Linked DNA regions of Mus musculus: region 2 is linked to region 1. The links are chromatin contacts, called in public promoter capture Hi-C maps. All regions are on one chromosome and are shown on one strand. Each heading gives the region's core, a stretch centred on a gene start, on an enhancer-like site or on the middle of the called end of the contact. The rest is flanking DNA. Distances are from core to core; before and after follow the strand shown. Region 1 overlaps Zbtb17 (zinc finger and BTB domain containing 17). Region 2 overlaps Casp9 (caspase 9).

What was found. Capture Hi-C pulls out chosen DNA fragments and counts their contacts.
Region 2: a promoter capture Hi-C map of liver shows a contact between it and region 1. The contact joins two enhancer-like sites. A contact is called at or near these places in 3 of 9 other capture datasets (embryonic stem cells, liver and pancreatic islet).

Annotation. Positions count from the first base shown.
Region 1 is chr4:141,452,380-141,458,987 of GRCm38.p6, reverse strand. The region is part of intron 2 of Zbtb17 (zinc finger and BTB domain containing 17); the gene reads right to left. Among named protein-coding and RNA genes, the nearest start is that of Gm42337, 6.8 kb to the right of the region's middle. Within about 2 kb of position 3,762, at least 167 of the 459 cell types and tissues checked have an H3K27ac peak or open chromatin away from gene starts, as enhancers often do. A contact at or near this core is called in liver, where this site is marked.
Region 2 is chr4:141,807,835-141,815,112 of GRCm38.p6, reverse strand. Casp9 (caspase 9) reads right to left here. Exons shown (of 9, transcript NM_015733.5): 7 at 3,395-3,574; 8 at 2,797-2,906; 9 at 1-1,518. The coding sequence ends at 1,426. It overlaps Cela2a (chymotrypsin-like elastase family, member 2A), which reads left to right. Exons shown (of 8, transcript NM_007919.3): 8 at 58-159. The coding sequence ends at 75. Among named protein-coding and RNA genes, the nearest start is that of Cela2a, 15 kb to the left of the region's middle. Within about 2 kb of position 5,487, at least 9 of the 459 cell types and tissues checked have an H3K27ac peak or open chromatin away from gene starts, as enhancers often do. A contact at or near this core is called in liver, where this site is marked.

The sequences.
Region 1 (6,608 bases), core at 2,513-5,012:
ACCTGAATCCAGGCTCTCCTCCTGGCTGCCAAGGGGCCAGAGTGTCCCCAGCGGAGCAGGGGCTCAAATTCTTTACAAGGTTAATTACACAAACTCAAATGGGGGTGGGGGGTCCGCCCTTAGTGCCCAGCAGCCATCTGTTAGCAGGAAGCAGAGAGACATTCTAAGTTACTCTTTTTTAGTCCCTGTATCGCATGGTCCCTACATCTGTTTACTTGAGCACTCTGGGTGACTAGACCCACCAATCATAACCCATCACCCCTTTTAAACACAATCTGGAAAATGCCTGTAACACAATTCCAGCAGTGGTGAGACAAAGGGAGAGCATGCTAAACAGAGCACCGATTGAGGAGGGGTAAACGGTCTCTGCTGACAGGCACTTTACACAGACTGACTGCACGGTTAAAACCTGAGGCCACACTGGTCCATGAGGCCAACTGTCTGGCTGAAGCACCAGGTTAGGGGATACAGAGCTCCCTCCCAAAGTCACACGGCCTGCCTGTCAAACCCTGAAACCTGATCCAAGTCACTGGCAGGCCCGGTCTAGCGTGAGGGGTGGCGCCACACCCCTGGACAGAAAGCAATCTCCCTCAGTCACACACTGAGCCTCGCTGGCTCCCCACAGACTGGCCAGTTCCAGCTTCCACACAGAGAGGTCACTACCATGTGCAGCTCACCTTTCCTGATCATCCAGAAGGACAAGTGGCTCAACAGATATAAGTACACTCAGACCAAGGAAGCAGAAGTTCACAAAGGCCTCCTTGGGAGGTTGAAAGCTATGCACCCAGCCCCACTACCAACCTGTCTCTGCATGTATAACCTGGCAGAGAATAACTATCAGCAATCCGCCTGCTACCACAGTGCTCCACAGTGTCCAGCAAATGCTCACCTTGTATTGAGACAGTTTCTCCCATTTTTAGCAGGTTTTCTCGATATACAGATGTATGTGTACACACACACACACACACACACACACACACACACACACACAATCCATCTAGAAAGATAACCCTTCTTCAGTGAATGAGGGGAGACAGTGCTAGGATCAAACCCAGGGCTCTAAGTGCCGGACCCCAGTCTCCTCGTCTAAGCACACGGAGCTTTATAGAAACTTCCAGGCCGGCTTGGAACTCCACCTCCCAACACATCACCCTCTACTGACAGTGCTACCCTGACCGAATGAAGTTTACCAGTCCTGAATCCGTAGTGTTTTCTGTAATTATAAAAAGCAAATTCCGGCCTGGCGTGGTGGCACACGCCTTTAATCCCAGCACTCGGGAGGCAGAGGCAGGCGGATTTCTGAGTTCGAGGCCAGCCTGGTCTATCTACAAACTGAGTTCCAGGACAGCCAGGGATATACAGAGAAACCCTGTCTCGAAAAAACAAAAAAACAAAAAACAAAAAAAAGCAAATTCCGGGCTGGAGAGATGGCTCAGTGGTTAAGAGCACTGACTGTTCTTCCAAAGGTCCTGAGTTCAAATCCCAGCAACCACATGGTAATGAGATCTGACGCCCTCTTCTGGTGTGTCTGAAGACAGCTACAGTGTACTTACATAGAATAATAAATAGATCTTTGGGCCCGAGCAAGCAGAGGTCCTGAATTCAATTCCCAGCAACCACAAGATGGCTCACAACTATCAGTACAGCTACAGTGTACTCATATACATAAAATAGCGGCTCAGGGACTGGAGAGATGGCTCGGCGGTTGAGAGCATTGACTGTTCTTCAAGAGGTCCTGAGTTCAATTCCCAGCAACCACATGGTGGCTCACAACCATCTGTAATGGGATCTGATGCCCTCTTCCGATGTGTCTGAGATAGTGACAGTGCACTCACATACATGAAATAAATAAATAAATCATCTTTAAAAAAAAAAATAGCGGGCTGGTGAGATGGCTCAGTGGGTAAGAGCACCCGACTGCTCTTCCGAAGGTCCAGAGTTCAAATCCCAGCAACCACATGGTGGCTTACAACCATCCTTAACGAGATCTGACTCCCTCTTCTGGAGTGTCTGAAGACAGCTACAATGTACTTACAATAAATAAATAAATCTTTTTAAAAAAAAAATAGCGGCTCAGACTCACTGTGCAACACAGACTAACCCTGACCTCACAGCCCTCCTCCTGCACCTCCCACTGCTGGGACAGCAGCTGGGTGCCACCAGGGCAGGCTGTCTACTGGGGGGTCTCACTCGTCCTCACAGCCATCAAGAGAGAGCAGAGCAGGCGCTGGCCTTTTGTTCACTTTCATTTCTTGAGACACAAGTCACATGAGTTCAGGCTGGCTTTGAACTTGTGATGGAGCCAAGGATGATCTTGGCCTCCTAGTCTTCCCATCTGACAAGCAGAGACCAGCATCCTCATACTGTTTGTCCCAACCTCTAGAACTACAAGAACTACGCCTGTTTAATCTGCCCAGCCCAAGGTACTCTGTTACAGCAATGCAGAACACAACTAAGAGCAAGATAAGTATTTGAGAAACAATCTGTGAACTTGGATGGGCAAAGATCAGTAGGGCAGCCCAGCTCCCTAACGGGCGCCTGTAGCTATCAACTGGTGACCCCGCAGCTCATAAAGCAGCCTGGGCACGGAGAACAAAGAGCAGGTGGCTTCATGCTCCTCTCTGCGCTCACCTGAGGGAAGCACTGTAGCTTTGAGCCTCCGCTCGAGGACGGAGATTAACCAGCAATGATGCCACATGTAAGGCGGTATCAATGCTGTGCAGAGTCGGGTAGAACTATCTGCCAGTCAGAGGAATGAGGAGGACCTCTCTGAGGAGGGAGAATTTAAACAAAGACCTGGAAGAAGGTGCAAGAGGAAGCTGCACCACTGCAAACCCAAGACCCAGGAACCAGTATGGCGCCATGGGCAGATGGCAATGCCCTTTCTTTCAAAGTTTCGTGCATGGTAACCATTTTACCCATTAAGGTACACCCAAGATTCTTCTAAAGACACTTTTCTTTAAAAGCCTTGGGAGAACTGAAAACTGACTGGCAATACTCTGAAAGGGCCAGGCAGCAGCTGAAGGACAAGTCAGGGAGCAAGAAAGCCAGCAGCCACTGCAGAGAGGACCATAGATTTGGTGGTCTGCAAGCTGGCAGCCATGCTCCAGTTAAGAGAGGCCAGCCTAGTCTACAGACAGGTCTACAGGAACAGTCAGGGCTACACAGAGAGACTGTCTTGAGAAAACAAACAGCAGCTTATGTAGGAGCTGACGTAATTAGCTGTTGCCGCAGCAGTGGGCTGTGAAGGGGAGAAGCGGTTGGGGGAAGCAGAGGAGGGCACACAAGTTCTGTCATGAGAAGCTGGCATGGGGGCATATTCCCTGAGGAGAGGAGAAACAAGAGCCCATGGAAAATCACAACCTTGTCAGGCAACTGCAAGTACTAAAGGAGGGGACAGTGGATAAAACAAGAAGCAGGCCAGCATATGGCTAGGGGCTAAGGGCGCTTCTGTCAGCCTGGTGACCTGAGTTTCACCCCCCACAGTACACATGGCCCGACCGAACCAACCCCAGCCAATTATTCTCTGAACCCTACATGTACATTATAGCACACACACGGACACACATACATACATACGCACACACACACACACACACACACGCACACACACACGCACACAAACATATAAATGTATTTTTTAAAAAAGAAAAGAACGAGGGAAGAGTGTCAGGAAGCGAACGTGCAGGGACAGACTGGGCTGTGCCAGCCAAGTTGGGGCACGGCTTATCCTCCACAGGCCACGAACAGCCAGCAGACCAGAGCCTGCCAACTGATGGCTGCAGCTGCCTCGGTCGGCTGGCAGAGTGCTTCTGTAGCATGTGCAAAGCTCTGGGTTCAATCCCCAGCACTGTACAAACCCCAGTGTCAGGTCATTCCCAAAATCCTCACTACAGAGTCTGAGGCAAGCCTGGGCTGTCAGAGGCCCTGCCTTATAAATAAATAAAGCTGACATGACAAAGTTTTCAACAGAATGGCTGGAACCTGAAAAACTGTTAACAGCCCCCTGCTGACACTGGAAGAGCTTAGTCTCCGGCCCTCCACAGACCACCTCAGAACAGGGAAGCACCTCTCCCTTGAGGGGCTCGAGGCCCCTGCCTTGTTCAGCACGGTCCTGAGCACTTCGCTGCTGAGTCACAGTGTGACTGAATCATGCTCTGAGAGACACCCACATCCTGCAGGGCTCCAGAGAAGAAGAAAAAACAGTGAAGGCCCTCCTCTCAAAAGGAGCTCACGGGGACACTTGCCCAAAACCTTGCTGTCTTACCACTTAAAGAGGAAAACAGAGGAAGTTACAGAAGAAGGGGGTGGACTAGTCTGGGTATTTCCGCAGTCAGAGACCTTTTCTATCACAAAACCTTTAAGGTATTAAGGGTGTGTCCCGACACTCACCAGGGGTTGGTACCACAAGGCTGGTGTAGAAGACACCTGTAAAACCTGAGCACCAGAAGGCACAGGGCAGAGCAGTGACGTTAGTTCAAGGCCAGCCTGAGCTATCCTGGGAGGCTCTGTGTCAAAATTACAACAAAAAACATTTCCTACTTTCTGTAAGACCTGGTGACTAAAAATTTCTCAATAGAAAAAAAAAAAAAAAAAAGTACTTGAGAGGCAGAGGCAGGCAGATTTCTGAGTTCGAGGCCATCCTGGTCTACAAAGTGAGTTCCAGGACAGCCAAGGCTACACAGAGAAACCCTGTCTCAAATCACAAAGGATGCGATACTCCGTTAGATTCTGGGAGCAGAAATCCCTAAAGAAGATGTCCCCAGAGTAATGGACCCTCAGCATCAGGTACAGATGAAGCCCTGATATTGTGAAGAGCCTGCCATTGCTGGAGCCACAGCTCCTGGGCTTAGCTGCAGCTCAAGGCTTGTAATTAAACAGAGCTGGTCCTTGGGCAGCAGCATACACATCTCTAAACTCCATTCTTTTCTGTAAACCAGGGATAACAATGAAGGCTTCTACTTCATACAGCTGCTCTTGGGCTCTAGCATTATGATACTAAAATACATAAAGCCACGCTGGAGCAGTGACGGCCGGAGACCAGGGAGGAGCCCACTACCCAGGGGCTCACCTCTTCTACCAGATACAACATGAGGCCTCAGTGCTTGAGATTTAATGGGATGCCACCACCCCCTTTCTAAAAATCACATGACTTGCACAAGCAAAGAGGCTTCACTGAGAAAAGACACAGCATGGCCATCCCACAGAGAAAGGACACCAACTGTCACCTGTAGTCTATGATCTCATTTTCCTTTAGAGCTGAATGGTATTCCATCACACACACACACACACACACACACACACACACACACACACACACACACACACACACGAGCGAGTGCTACTGCTGTGACGGCCCAGCCAAGCTTGATGGCATGATGCTATTGATGAAGATCACACATGCTCTGGCTGCAGGACAGGAGAAGCCAAGCTGGACTGAGACAGAAGCCTCCTCCCTGCTGGCTAGCCCACCCTCGTGGAGTCAGAAGGTGCTCCTGGGGACTCCTGGGAGACTCCTGGGGAGAGCAGTCAGCCCTGGCTGGCCGTGCTCAGCTCTGGAACGTCCCTAAGGAACACACTCCTCACTGAGCAGCAAGAAGGGCCCACTGCCGTACCAGTGCGAGTCTATTATGGGTAACCAAAAGCTTCCTGAGTGGCTGAGATGCTTCCCAGGAGGGAACTCACGCTTGGTGCTGGAATCCTGGTCAGAAGCTTGGGGCTGGAGAGGTCAGAGGGAAGCCGCTGCCGCCACTTTACTACGTGGATTAGACATGGCACTAAATTCCCTTCCAAATACCTATGCTACTGCCCAGAGACCGCTGCCGCCGTCAGAGAAGGTTCTTTGGAGCGACTCCTAATGTGTGCACGTGAGGAAAGTCAGCCACAGCTGGGTACCTGCATCACCCTTCGTGGGAGGGGAGGACAGAAGGGATGTAAGAGCCTGAGGAGGGTGAGGGCTATGGATCATGACACGGCCCTGGCACTCCTGTGCTCACAAAGCTGTGACCACCGGACCCATCAACATCCTGCGATGGAGAGAGGAGGGGCTTGTGAGGTGCCAGCCCTCTGAGGGTCATAAGACACTAATGGTCCCTGTAAATAACTCCTCACCCGTGTTCCTGTAAGCAACCTTAATTACACTCACTGGGTTAAAGAGGAGGGGGGAGAGGGAAGGAGCAGGTATGAAATGGGGGGAGGGGTATAAAAGCAGAGGACTAGGTGCTAGGAAGAAGGGGAGGGAAAGAGGGAGGGGACATGATGAGACACAGTGTGCACATGTATGAGGTGAGGAATGAAATCATTACATATAACTAACATGTGCTGACACATGTGTCCCGCACACTGCACTCTCAGCACGTGGTAGGGAAGGCTGGACAGTCAGGAACTCAAGGCCAGGTCAGACCTCGCAACCTCATCTCCAAAGAAAAAAGAGCAGAGTAACACCTGGTGGCCCTCAGTGTGACACGCCTTCTTCAAGTGCAGACTTTTCCTGGGCTTTTGTTCTACATAAGATTGAGTGCCAAGGTCCCTTCTAGGGTGGTTAAGATTTAATAAATGTTAAAGGACCGAGTCCACTCATGAGTGTGACTCCGACCAGCACATGAAGT
Region 2 (7,278 bases), core at 4,238-6,737, 350 kb before region 1:
CTGAACTCAATGCCCAGTGTTCCAGCTAACCTCCTCTCTCTCCTGTGTGTCCTGCAGGTGATGGCAAGGAACTAACTGAAGACATTACTGCCACTGTCCCCCTGGAAATGCCATAGAAAAGAAATAGTAATAAAGTAATTTAAGAATCACATCCTTGAATGAGTCTGTCTTCTTACCCCGATACCCTAACCTCGGGGCCCTGAAAGCAATGCTCTTTCAGGAGGAGATTGGGGCAGTGGGACAAGCTATAATCCTGGTACCCAGGAGGCAGTGGTATGGAGATTTTGTGGTCAGCCTGGGCTACAAAGTAAGACCCTAGCTCAAAAATAAACAAACAAGGCTTGGCACATCTACCATCTAAACTCAAGTGGACTTTCACAAAGCAAAGAGTAGAGGAAACCAGAAAGAAAGAAAAATAAGTGAAAGGCAGAATCGCTTTAAAGACAGGGGAGGGCACATTTTCAAGGAAGTCCCAGCACTTCAGTACTGCCTGGTCACTGCCACCTGGGGACCAGGCTCACTTAGCAAGGAAGACAATGGGAGATTGGGAGACCCCAAACAGCAGAGCTCTGTCCTGGTGTCCCCACTAGGGTAACCAAGATCCTTCAGACAGGAGACTTGATCTGTGGGGACTCCTGACTCCTATCTCGGTCACCTGCTGGGCTCGGGCAGGGACCTTGGAAGACACAGAGAAAAACGCAGGAAAAATCATGTCTCCTTTGTAAGAAGGACAGAGTTGGGGTAGGGACAATACAGGCTAAATACAGTCCTATTGCCGAAGATTTATTGTTGAAGAATAAATAATGTTCTCAAGGAAGAATTAGCCCTTCTGGTAACTTGGAAGAGATGCAGCCCAGATCCAGGTATGCACACTGGGCCAGCTGGACTTTGAGTCTGGAAAGGAGAGATGCATAGACCCCTGTGGTTGATGACCCCCCCCCGGGTGGGGGAGCAGAGAGGAGTGCTATAATGTCCCCCAGGGCACATGTGACAATGTCTGAAGACATTTTTGGTTGGCAGATCTCAGGAGGGGTGCTCCTGGCAGCTGGCAGGTAGAGGACAGAGACAGCTTAAAACCCTCTACAATACACGAGGCAGTCCCATGACAGGATTATACAACCGCACATGTCAGTAGTACAGTGGCAGAGAAGCCCTGTTCTTGAGAGGCCTGGGAGTCCCAGGGCACAATCCCTAACCACAGATGAAGGGGCCAGGCAGCATCCATTGCACTCCGGTCTTCTTCCGACCACTGCTCCACATTGCCCTACAACCTGAAAGCTGCTAGGAGCATGTTTGCATCGCCAAAGGGAAAGAGCAGCCTGCCCCAGTTCAAAATCCTATCTTAGCAGGACAGTTATGGCCTTGGCCAGCTCCAAGCCATGAGAGCTTCGGAGAGAATAATGAGGCAGAGAGCAGCCCCGAGCCTCATGAAGTTTTAAAAAACAGCTTTTTCCGGAGGAAGTTAAAACAGCCAGGAATCTGCTTGTAAGTCCCTTTCGCAGAAACAGCATTGGCAACCTGCAAAACAGAAGAACGGGGGTATCTGTGGGTGCAGTGTCCTTAGCTGACACAATGGCTGAGGAGGGCTCCCAAGGAGAGGGCCACTGAAGGGGCCATCTGAAGGCAATGCCACCTACAACATCCTGAGGTGGATTACAGAATAAACCCATTAGCTACTGTAAAAGAAGGGAAAATTCAAGGTTTGGTTTGGTTTTGGGCTTGGTTGTTTGATTTTGAGACAGGGTTTCTCTGTGTAGCCCTGGCTGACCTGGAAGTCGCTCTGTAGACCAGGCTGGCCTCAGACTCGGAGCTCTTCCTGCTTCTGACTCCAAAGTGCTGGGATTAAAGGAGTGTACCACCACCACCTGGTCAAGTTTTCTGATACATAAATCCACAGTTCTAATTGGACTGAAAGGTTGATGGGGCAAGAAACATGGGAGACAATGACCCAAAGAGCACATGTGTCTTTCTTGGCCCTTTAAGGTCCCGTCTCAGGACCAGAAATGACCCCTATAGCCCCACAGTGTGTATCTGAGCAAAGCAGTGGAAATTCTCAGGGTCCCAATGGGGAGCAAATGCTGGGGAAGGGGAGGGGCTGCTATGCCCTGAAGAGGGAGGGGCTGCTATGGACTAAAGTAAGAGGGGCTGTTATGCTCTGAAAGGGGGAGGTCTGCTGTGCCCTAAAGAGGGGCTGTTAAGACCTGAAGAAGGAGGGGCTATAATGCCCTGAAGCGGGAGGGGCTGTTATACCCCTCACTATTCATTCTCACTGAGGTCTGCAGGAAGGGCACACACTAGACAGAATCACAATACTTGAAGGTCAGGAGTCGATGACATGGGCTTGGGGGATGTAGCTCCACAGGCCCCTAGCACCGCATAAATTGGCTGTGTTGGCAACACCTGTAATCCCAGCACCCAGGAAGTAGAGGTAGGAGAATCAAAAAGTTCAAGTTCATTGCCCACTAAACAGCAAGTTCTAGGCCAGCCGGGGCTACAAGAGACCCTATAAAAAGAGAGCATGATGGGGACTGTCACGGTGTCCAGGCAACCAAGCTTTTGAGCCACCCCACCCAGAACTTAAGACCACTCTCATCTGGGACCTGGGTGTCTGTCTCTAAGTAGGCAGGGGAAGATGGCACTTTGCAAACAAGACCAATGTCATCACCATGGTTGCATTCCTCATTTGAGAGGCAAAACACTCCCTGATTCTCTGTCAGAGCCCATCAGCCTTTGAATCTGGCTAGGGCCTGCTGCCGTGTTCTCCAGGCCTCTCTGCCCTCAGGAAGAAGTGCTCACCCTGAGAAGGAGGGACTGCAGGTCTTCAGAGCGAGCCCACTGCTCCAGAATGCCATCCAAGGTCTCGATGTACCAGGAGCCACTTTTCTTGTCCCTCCAGGAGACAAAACCTACCGGAAGAGGAGAAAGGCTGAACCCTGCCGCCGAGCAGAGGGGCGGCGCAGTCGTTGGCAGAGTGGGCAGGCTGCGGCCAGAGCCAGACTGTGGCTCACTGGCACGGGGTGAGGGTGGCCCTAGCTCCTTGGCTCCCCGCTATCCCTTCACCTTCAACCCCACGTGTCTGGTTGTGCCTCTCCTTTTCTCAGCATGGAAATCAAGGTTCTGAGAAGTCAGGGGTCGCAAGAAGGTTGAAGGATGCACCCTACCAACGAGTGCCAGCCCCTGCTCTGAGGGAAGTGCCAGCCCCTTCCGCAGGATAGTCTACAGGACAACCTCAAATACTGCTCTTAATCTGCATGCCAATCTGAAGCCCTATTCACCTAAGTGGGGGCCATGGAGAGGTGAAGGAGCTGTGAGGGCCCCCTAGGCTGAGCCTGGCAGAAACAAGACCTCAGGGCAGAGCTGCCCTGGGTTGGGGGCGATGCACGCGTGAGCTCACCTGGGAAGGTGGAGTAGGACACAAGGATGTCACTGGGGGTAGGCAAACTTGACACAGCATCCAGCTGGTCCAAGGGCCTTGGGCCTTCCTGATAGGGGACAGCATCTGGCTCAGAGTCACTGTCCAAGGTCCTGCCTTGAGAGGAAGTGCAGGCCACCTCAAAGCCATGGTCTTTCTGCTCTGCAGGAAGCAAAAAGAACAGTCACCCAACATCACTAATGTCACTGCGGCACATGGTGATTCTCCTGAAAAGGGAAAAGCCTAGACCGGAAGGCTTCGCATGTGAACTGTGCCAATACAGGAAGGGAACATAAACAGATAGAACCAACGGAGCACACTTGTTTTGAGACAGGGTCTCACTTATGCAGCTCTGCCTAGCCTGGAATTCACTATGTAGACCAGGCTGGCCTCAAACTCACAAGAGATCCACCTGCCTCTGCCTCCCAAGTGCTGGGATAAAAGGCATAAATACAGTATTTATGTTTAATTGTGTGTGCACATGAGTATAGTTACCCACAGTGGCCAGAAGAGGGTGTCAGATCTCGCGTCAAGCTGCCCAAAGTGTGTACAGGGAACAGAAAGCTGCCCAACACTGGTGCTGGGGACTGACCAGGGTCCTCTACAGCAGTATGCACTTTAGCCACTGATGGATCTCTCCAGACCCTGGCTTTGACCTTTGATCACCATGTCTTGTCTTCCTCATGAGCTGAGATTACAAGTCTCTGCTAACAGGCCCAACCATCTGGACTTTTCGAGCTACCCCAATTATTTGATGGTACCCTGAAACAGAGACTCCAAACTATGCCGAATAGGAGGGCACTGACAAAATGGGACACAGTAGCACAGGCAGAAGCCTGGATCCTACGGGGAGGAAGGAGAGAAATGACTCCACAAAGATGCACACGTGTGAACATACATGCTAAGTTTTATGTAGTGTGTGTGTGGACACATACACACGTCACAGCTAACAGAATCTGTGTCAATGTGTACACCTCTTAAACCCACTATTTCCTATGAAAATAGCGCAACGTGGCCCAAGGCCCTCTACAGAGAGCCCTGACTAGTGTGAGCTGAAGGCCGTTATCACCTAAATGGCCACTGTTGGGAAGTGACACAAGAAAGCAGGAGAACGAGTCAGAGAAGGACATTAGCCACATGTGTATCCATGTGTCATCCTCTGTCTGCAAACTGCATGTGAAGCCGAGCCACAGATAAGGATAAACCTGTCTACATGCAAGTCTGGTCCCCTGTAACAACATACAGCAGGAGGCAGAACGTCCCCTCAGCAATGCCAGCCCTTAGCGGCTGTGGCTGACTGTGGCTGCTCTCTGCCTTCTCCGACTAAACTCTAAAATTCTGAAGAGGACTCTCCCCAGGATTGACAGCAGGACCTGTCTGAGCCATGCTGGGCTCTGGCCAAGAGTGTCACACTGTGTAACACACACACAACACCACACCCATTGCTGGCTCTGGGGGGACCGTTTTCTAACCTGGTTCTAGGCCACCACTTAACAAAGGGTAGGTAATGTGTTGCCCTTCAAACGAAAATGGTGACATTGAAAACAGCAACAATAGAGCCACCAAAATCCTGGGCTGGCATCTGCCTGTGACATCTGCATGTGTGTGTACAGGATACCAGCCAGGCCTGAGAGCAGATGTCACTGCTTAGGTTCGTAGGTGACATGGCACCACCATGTGGCAACACCATTAAACAGCAGGCCGTACTTCCTGGTTAAGACAAAGCTAGACAAATTCCACAAGAGGGAACAATTTTGGAGGGTAGACAGGATCTCATGTAGCCCAGGTTAGCCTGAAACTATTGTTTGGTCTCTCTCGATAGCTCTGGCTGTCCTGGGACTCACTATGAAGACTACGGAGCCTGGAACTCACAGAGACCCTTCTGCTTCTGCTTCCCAAATGCTGGGATTAGCCTTGTCAAGGAAGGGAGCACTGGGCAAGACTTCCTGGAGGCAATGGCAATAAATTGTAAGCAGGGGGACAGGAAGAATTGGGAGCTACAGAGGTGGCTCAGCAGGTGAACACACTGGGCGCTTTGAGAAGGCTGTGCTGAGGAAAGCGAGGGCAGGCACAGCGGCAGGGTCCAGGTCATCAAAGGCTTTGATGACCTTGCCAAGAAGTCTAAAGAGTAGCCCTGTTCATGTGTGTGGGACCAAAATCCTACTGGCTTATGAAAACAGGGTGGGGTTTGGGGGTGGGGAGACTGGGTGAGGTGACAAGCATGCAGCCCCGTCCTGGGAGCTGGCACCTACTCAGCTCTGTTTCTTGTTCCCTCTTCGACTTTCAGGGTTTGGGGTTGGAGCATCATCTCAGAGCAGAAATTGGGTGAACAAGAGGACATCTCCATGGCTGTAGGGGTACAGCCGCTTTCTCCCTAAGGTCAGTATGAGAGATAACAGCACTGAACAAGGGGGACATGCGGGGCACCCCTGATCCCTGGGAGTACTGGAGAGGGAGTATGTGGGATATCAGGGTTGTTTTGTCTTCTGGTTTTGGCTTGATTTGTGTTGGTTTGGGGTTTTCAAGGCAGTTTCTCTGTGTAGCCTTGGCTGTCCTAGAACTTCTGTAGACCAGGCTGGCCTCAAACTCAGAGACCTGCCTGCCCCTGCCTCCAAAGTGCTAAGATCAAAGGCATGCACCTTATTTATTTATTTTGAGATGGGCATTTAATTATTTATTCATTTATTTTTGAGATAGGCTGTGGTGAATATACCTGGCCTGTGGGAAGTGGCACTATTAGGAGATGTTAGAGCAGGTGTGGCTTTGCTGGATGAAGTGCATAATTGTGGGGGTGGGCTTTGAAGCTCTGCCGGGTATGTAAGAGACCCTCCTCCTAGCTGCCTGAGAGTCTCTTCTGGCTGCAGTTGGATCAAAATGCAGAGCCCTCAGCTCCATATCTGTCTCCAGCACCATATCTGCCTGGACGATGCCATGCTTCCTGCTATGATGTTAATGGACTGAACCTGAGGACCTGTAAGCCTGCCCCAGTTAACTGTTGTCCCTTATGAAAGCTGCCTTTGCCATGAGTCTCTTCTCAGCAGTGAAACCCTAACTAAGCCATAGGGTCTTACTGTACAGCTCTAGTTGGCCTGAAATTCACTATGAAGAGTAGGCTGGCACTGAACTCACAGAGGTCCACCAGTCTCTACCTTCTGTGTGCTGGGATTAAATGTGTGGGCTGGAGAAATGGCTCAGTGTGTAAGAACACTGTTCTTCCAGAGGTCCTGAGTTCAATTCCCAGCCAGCAACCACATGTTGCTTCACAACCATCTAAACTGGGATCAGAAGCCTCTTCTGGTATGCAAGTGTACATGCAGATAGAGCACTCACATATGCAAAGGAAATAAGTCTTTGTAGGGCAATACTTGGAATGTAAATTAATAATAATAATAATACTAATAATAATGATAATAATAATATGTCCATCACCACATCTTGACCACACCCTTGCAAGTCAGAGGTATGAAATAAAGGTGTTACCCAGGCATGGCTATTTACAGTGATCTTGTAAGTACAGAAGTTCAAATTCAAAGGTGATGTCTCTTAGAAGTCATTGAGAAGGAGGGGAGAAGGAGGGAGGAGGTGGTAGCAGGAGGTGGTGGCAAGAAGAGCAGCTAACACTTGAAGCTGTCCACCACATTGAAATCCGACAAGAATTCGAGAAGCCCTCACTGGAGCCAGCACCATGATTTTGTATTTTCAGTTTCTAGATGGTGAGGTGGTAAACCTCCTTCCCTTATGTATTCCCGAGCCCGTGGTATTCAGTTCTAGTGACAGAAAACACATTACACCACCAAGCATAGAGCAAAACCTCAATGTCCCTCAGATCCTTGGGCTCCTGGGAGTTCCAAGAGTTAAATTCTTTA